Regions from separate parts of the Gossypium hirsutum genome. Here region 1 is linked to region 2. The links are chromatin contacts, called in public Hi-C maps. All regions are on one chromosome and are shown on one strand. The core of a region is the stretch at or near the end of the contact, and the rest is flanking DNA. Distances in the headings are between cores, read along the strand shown. Region 1 holds the start of LOC121225433 (probable aldo-keto reductase 1). Region 2 holds the start of LOC107920363 (rubisco accumulation factor 1.1, chloroplastic).

Region 1 (3,033 bases), core at 214-2,713, 790 kb after region 2:
GAAAATTTTTCAATTCATTTTTTAATTGGGCTTTTTAAACCTTATAAAAAATTAATTAATACAAAAATTTCAAACAAAAAAATATTAAATAAAATGGATAGGTAAGTAGTTACTTTATCACTTACTTATCTCTTTATTTAAGGTGATTACTTCAATGAATTGATGTTTAATGTAAATAATCATTCTTAAAACAAATTAACAATAAACTAAATTAATATAAATATATATAATAAATAACCTATCAAAATAATATTTAAAATATAATAAATTAATATTCAAACTATGATGAATTGTTATATTGTTTTAACGTTAAATATTCTGATTCTAAATTAATTAAATATTTTTAAAATTCTTTTTCAATTAAATTAAAATTTCAAAACATTAATGAATTTATAATTAACATATAAAAATAACTATACATTGTGCAAATGTACAAATTAGTATAATATATATTTGAAAGGTATAAAAACATGAATTTATTAAATCTAAAATTATTACTAATAATTATCTAAAAATTTATTATATTTTAAAAATTTACTATTCCATCTACACTTTTGAAATCTAAATCTATATAGCAAAATATAAGTTCCCAAACATTAACCAAGTTATTATGTATCATATTAAACTCAAAACACAAACACAATGGGTACAGTTTAACAAAATATAAATAAAACCTCAATGTCGGCCACCTTTCTCAGATTTTCTTTTATATCTATTACTTTGAGCTTACCCTGAGTAAATAGTATTCCGTTACATCATTTTTATTAATTTGATTTTTATCTAAATCTATCATTGATTTCCAAAAACATCTAAACTTTTCTTTTTAACAAAAATTTATATTAAAATATTAATTTCTTAACGATGTTGAGTGGTAACTAGCGTAACAATTCACCAATACTTCATATTGATATAACACTATTTGCCTTATATATTACGTCAATAAATAATTTTAAAATTATAGAAACATTTAAAATTTAAAATTTAAAATAAAGTTCATAAAAATTTAAAAAAATAGCATGAAATACACATAGATTGCCATGTGAACTGTCATGTTTAAGAATTTAACTTTTCAATTAGTATTTCAATTAAAAATAATAATTAGACTCATTTTAAAACGTTAATGATTAATTTTTACTCTATTAAAGGGTTGTGGGCTAAATTTAACTTTAAAAAATAGTAATGACCAAATTAACAAAATATGTAAATGATAAAGGCTAAATTTAAGTATAGCTACTCATATGTATACAAAACAAGATCTAAAATCGATTATTAAATTAGATTAGTCTTTGGCTAGCAGGATGCACCAATGGTCTAGTGGTACAATAGTACCCTGCCACGGTACAGACCCGGGTTCGATTCCCGGCTGGTGCAATAATTTCTCCTTTCTTTTCTTTTTTCTTTCGAGTGAAAAATAAAAAATGTAACTGCCAAGTAGGAAGCTACAATTGGACAACGTTTTGACGTTCGGTTAGAGACAGTGCCATTTTCTCTTCAATTTCAATCATCCCACAGCTACCTCTTAACTCAACTACTTCCATTCCCAACCAATTTCACTTTTTAATAACAAAAACAGAACACAGAAGTTGGAGCAGAGATTATTCAGACATGGCGCAACCAGATTACTTGTTACAAATCCCCACAGTCAAACTGGGCACCCAAGGACTTGAGGTATGGTTTTCTTTATTTTTATTTTTCTCATTTCAGTTTGTTGGATTAAAACCCAATCTTATATATGTTGTAATACTTGTCAAAAGTTTTCAACTTTCTGGCACTCATAAGCAAACCGTGTAATGCAGATTTGAGAAATTACTGATTTTTATCGAATGGGTTTTATTTGAAAGCCGTTGGCTTTATCAAAAGTAGGTTTTTTTCTAATGATATGGTGGAAGTGGTAGTTAGTGTTGCAAATATTAGTATTCCGATTTAGATCTGTTGGATGCCGTAACTGAATGAACCAAATTTCCCAAACTTAATGACTAACTGTGACACAAATCATGGGTCCAATCAAGATGTTTTGAGACCTCTATGTTGTTACACGAACTGGGACATTTTTTTTTCTTTTCTTTAAACAGGTTTCCAAGTTGGGTTTTGGATGCATGGGTTTAACTGGAATCTACAACTCACCTCTCTCTCTGAGGATGAAATCATATCAATCATTAATCACGCCTTTGCTAAAGGAATCACTTTCTTTGACACGGCTGATGTTTACGGAGCGCATACCAATGAAGTTTTGGTTGGCAAGGTCAGTTTTGTTTCTGATTGTTTATAAAATGTAATATAACATAATCAAGAAGCTGTAGTTTACATAAATGCGAACTAAAGACAAGTTTATACCACTTTCAGGCCTTGAAACAATTACCAAGAGAAAAAATTCAACTAGCCACCAAGTTCGGTATTGCAGGGATGGCACCTACTGGTATGATCGTGAAAGGTAGTCCTGAGTATGTCCGGTCGTGCTGCGAGGCGAGCTTGAAGCGTCTCGATGTCGATTACATCGATCTCTATTATCAGCATCGGGTGGACACGTCGGTACCTATAGAAGAAACCGTGAGTAAATCTCTTCTTTCCTTGTGCTATGTGGTTGAGGAACTGATCTACTTTATTTTATTAAAACCACATTGTTGTTAAAAATGCAGATGGGTGAACTTAAGAAACTGGTTGAAGAGGGAAAAGTCAAATACATCGGATTATCTGAATCCAGTCCCGATACAATACGGAGAGCACATGCTGTTCATCCGATCACAGCAGTCCAAATGGAGTGGTCGCTCTGGACTCGTGATATTGAGGATGAGATTGTTCCTCTTTGCAGGTTAGGTTTTGAAGATAAAAGTCCAGATTCTGATGTATATATATATGTATATATTCCAGTATATGATGGATTTACCTAACAGGGATCTTGGTATTGGAATAGTTCCTTATAGCCCCCTTGGTCGAGGATTCTTCGGTGGTAGAGCAGTAGTGGATAGTTTATCTGCAGGAACTTTCTTGGTACTGGATTCATTTCCATTTCTTTAACAAGTTAAGTATTGCTTG
Region 2 (2,797 bases), core at 287-2,786:
TAACAACATGAACATGAGTTTAATAATTCTAAGTTAAGAAATGTAATTAATCTAACACAATTATGTCATCTTGATTAAAATCATCTTTTGAAATCATGCATTGACACTTTTATTTTCTTTTTATTTATTTATTTAACTTAGTTAAAATCCTAGTTTTTAATCACCTCTTCAAATCAAAATATTTTTCTCCACCAAAGTGTTTTCAATTTCATTCATAAATAATTCTTTTCACAGTCATTGTGGGTATGATGACTCGACATTTACTTGTCACTTTATTACTTGTTGCGATTGTGTACAGTTGCACATTTCCGTCGTTCCAGCAGCTCCTATTGAAGAGCTAGTTGTTGTTCGAACCGCGCCTCCTGAGCGGCCTTATATTCCCTCATAAACTCATTTGCTCTTGAAGGTCTAGGAACTGCTACGAGGGTGCTTGTTGGTTGAAAAGGAGTGGCAACCCCTGACCAATAGAGATATTCAAGTCCAAAGGGCCAGAAGTTCTCCGATAGACCATATTGTTGAGATTTTCTAGTCTATCAGCAAACCACCCGACAAATAAGTTTGTTTCGTTGTGCTGGTCATTAGAGCCTGATGCTCTGGCTTGTCTTGATGAAGATTTGAAAGGGAAATTTTCACTTAGGTGAGCCATTTGCTTCGAAAACTGAAGAACACTTAATCAAACTCAAAAAAATCTGATGATCAGAAGTCTGTCCGCGTTCACTGCACCAATTGTTGAGTAATATTTTCTCGTGTCTTATTGATAGGAGTGTTCGGGTATTTATACATGTTGTTACGGATGTTAATACAGCTCATGATGGCCCCACTATTTTGTATTGACTCTGCCGCCTCTAGTATTGACATTCTGTTGGGCACGTGTCTATGTAGCACACGGTCCTTTTCGTCTCTGGGCGGACTCCACGCCTACTGGACACATGTCTAGGTGGCCTGAGGAGCACGTGATCCTTTCTGCAAGCTCATTGGATGTATGCGAGCCGAGATCATGGCCTTCCTTAAGTTCCTGCAAGCTAGATCTTCGGCCTTGCCTTGCAAGCTAGGTCCTTGGCTCTGCTTTGTGAGCTGGGTCCGCAAGCTTGCTTTGTTGTCCTCTCGTGGTTCGCCTCGCACTTGATCTTCTGGCGGGACTTATCTAAGTCATAGGTTGGAGACTCGAATCCTTTCTAAGACTTGGATCGATGACTACTCATGTATAACAAACATATTGTCACTTTTACAACTCTTTTCACATTTCAAATTCCTCTCATAATATTTATTATCTGATTATAATTTTCATTGTGGTATCGAATTAACGTGGGGGTGGCGTCAAATGCTTACATCAGTAGGGAAAAGGCTAGCAGAAAATTATGAAAATGTGAGCAGTAAGTAAGCATCGAAGAATTAAAATCCAACCCTGCTCAATCCAACTTAATTCCCCCACTATTTAACATGGTGGACTAGTTGAGTTTATCCATAAACTACCTACCAAATGGGCTATTTGAAGCTCTAACGGTCTTAAGCCCATAATGTACTCTTTTACATAGATATTTTTCAGTTGTTAGAATAGATAAGGCAAACCTTGCAGGCTTCAAAGCTGACCTCCATTCCTCTCTGCAAATATTCTACCTTCATTAATTCTCTAACCATGCTCTCTTCAACCTCTTTGAACCCCATCACCAATCCCAAAATTCCCTTCTTTTCTTCTTTTTCAATCCAAAGCCCATCTCTTTTATCCTTTCATCTTCCTTTCTCACCTTCAAAAACCCTCTTAAAACCCATCTCAGCTACTCTGATCCCCTCCACTCCTCCGCCTCAACAGCAACAACTTTATCAACCTTTTAGGCCACCTCCATCTCCACTCCCTCCTAAATTCCGGTCACTTGACGCTCAAGGTCGCTTAGATGTCTTAGCCAACCGGAATGGCCTTTGGTTTGAATATGCGCCACTTATCCCTTCTCTTTACCAGGAAGGTTTCTCACCTCCTTCAATAGAAGAAATAACTGGGATCACTGGGGTTGAGCAAAATAGACTGATAGTTGCTTCCCAGGTAAGAGAATCTCTTATTCAATCCAAAACTGATGAAGATGTTATGTCGTTTTTTGATACTGGTGGTGCTGAATTGCTTTATGAGATAAGGCTTTTAAGTGCTTCCCAAAGGGCTGAAGCTGTTCGATATATAGTTGAAAATGGTTTGGATGCTAAAGGTGCACAAGATTTGGCTAGAGCTATGAAGGATTTCCCAAGAAGGAAAATGGATAAAGGTTGGAAAAGTTTTGAATATGGGCTTCCAGGGGATTGTTTGTCATTTATGTATTATAGGCTAAGTAGGGAACATAGAAATCCTTCTGAACAAAGAACAGCTGCTTTAATGCAAGCATTGCAAGTGGCTGAGTCTGAGAGTGCTAAAAAAGAGGTTTCAGAAGAGTTGGAAGGTGGGGAAGACGAAAAACCAGAGAAAGATGATGATTTGGAATATAGGGTTCGAGTTCCAGTTGTTAGGATGCAGTTTGGTGAAGTTGCTGAGGCTACTCGTGTGGTAGTTTTGCCTGTTTGTATGGCGGAGGAGGATACCAAGGAGCTTTTGGAAGCACCTTTGGAATATAGAAGTGGAGGGGATTTTGGTGTGGTGGAGGCTGAGAAAGGATGGAAGAGGTGGGTGGTTTTGCCAAGTTGGGAACCGCTTGCGGGGTTAAGGCATGGAGGAGTTGTAGTGGCATTCAGTGATGCCAGAGTTATACCATGGAAGTCAAACAGGTGGTATAAGGAAGAGGCTATTTTGGTGGTTATGGATCGGAATAGAAAGGAG

What was found. Hi-C and Micro-C count contacts between places; a contact is called where the count stands out from the background.
Region 1: a contact with region 2 is called in a Hi-C map of leaf, with 1.9 times the contacts expected there. The contact joins the promoter of LOC121225433 here to the promoter of LOC107920363 in region 2. A contact is called at or near these places in 2 of 34 Hi-C or Micro-C datasets (hypocotyl and leaf).

What each region holds. Positions count from the first base shown.
Region 1 is chrD13:36,254,315-36,257,347 of Gossypium_hirsutum_v2.1, forward strand. It overlaps LOC121225433 (probable aldo-keto reductase 1), which reads left to right and starts at 1,464. Exons shown (of 8, transcript XM_041109728.1): 1 at 1,464-1,668; 2 at 2,073-2,126; 3 at 2,129-2,242; 4 at 2,344-2,547; 5 at 2,637-2,809; 6 at 2,892-2,988. The coding sequence starts at 1,606.
Region 2 is chrD13:35,469,088-35,471,884 of Gossypium_hirsutum_v2.1, forward strand. It overlaps LOC107920363 (rubisco accumulation factor 1.1, chloroplastic), which reads left to right and starts at 1,537. Exons shown (of 1, transcript XM_016850042.2): 1 at 1,537-2,797. The coding sequence starts at 1,637.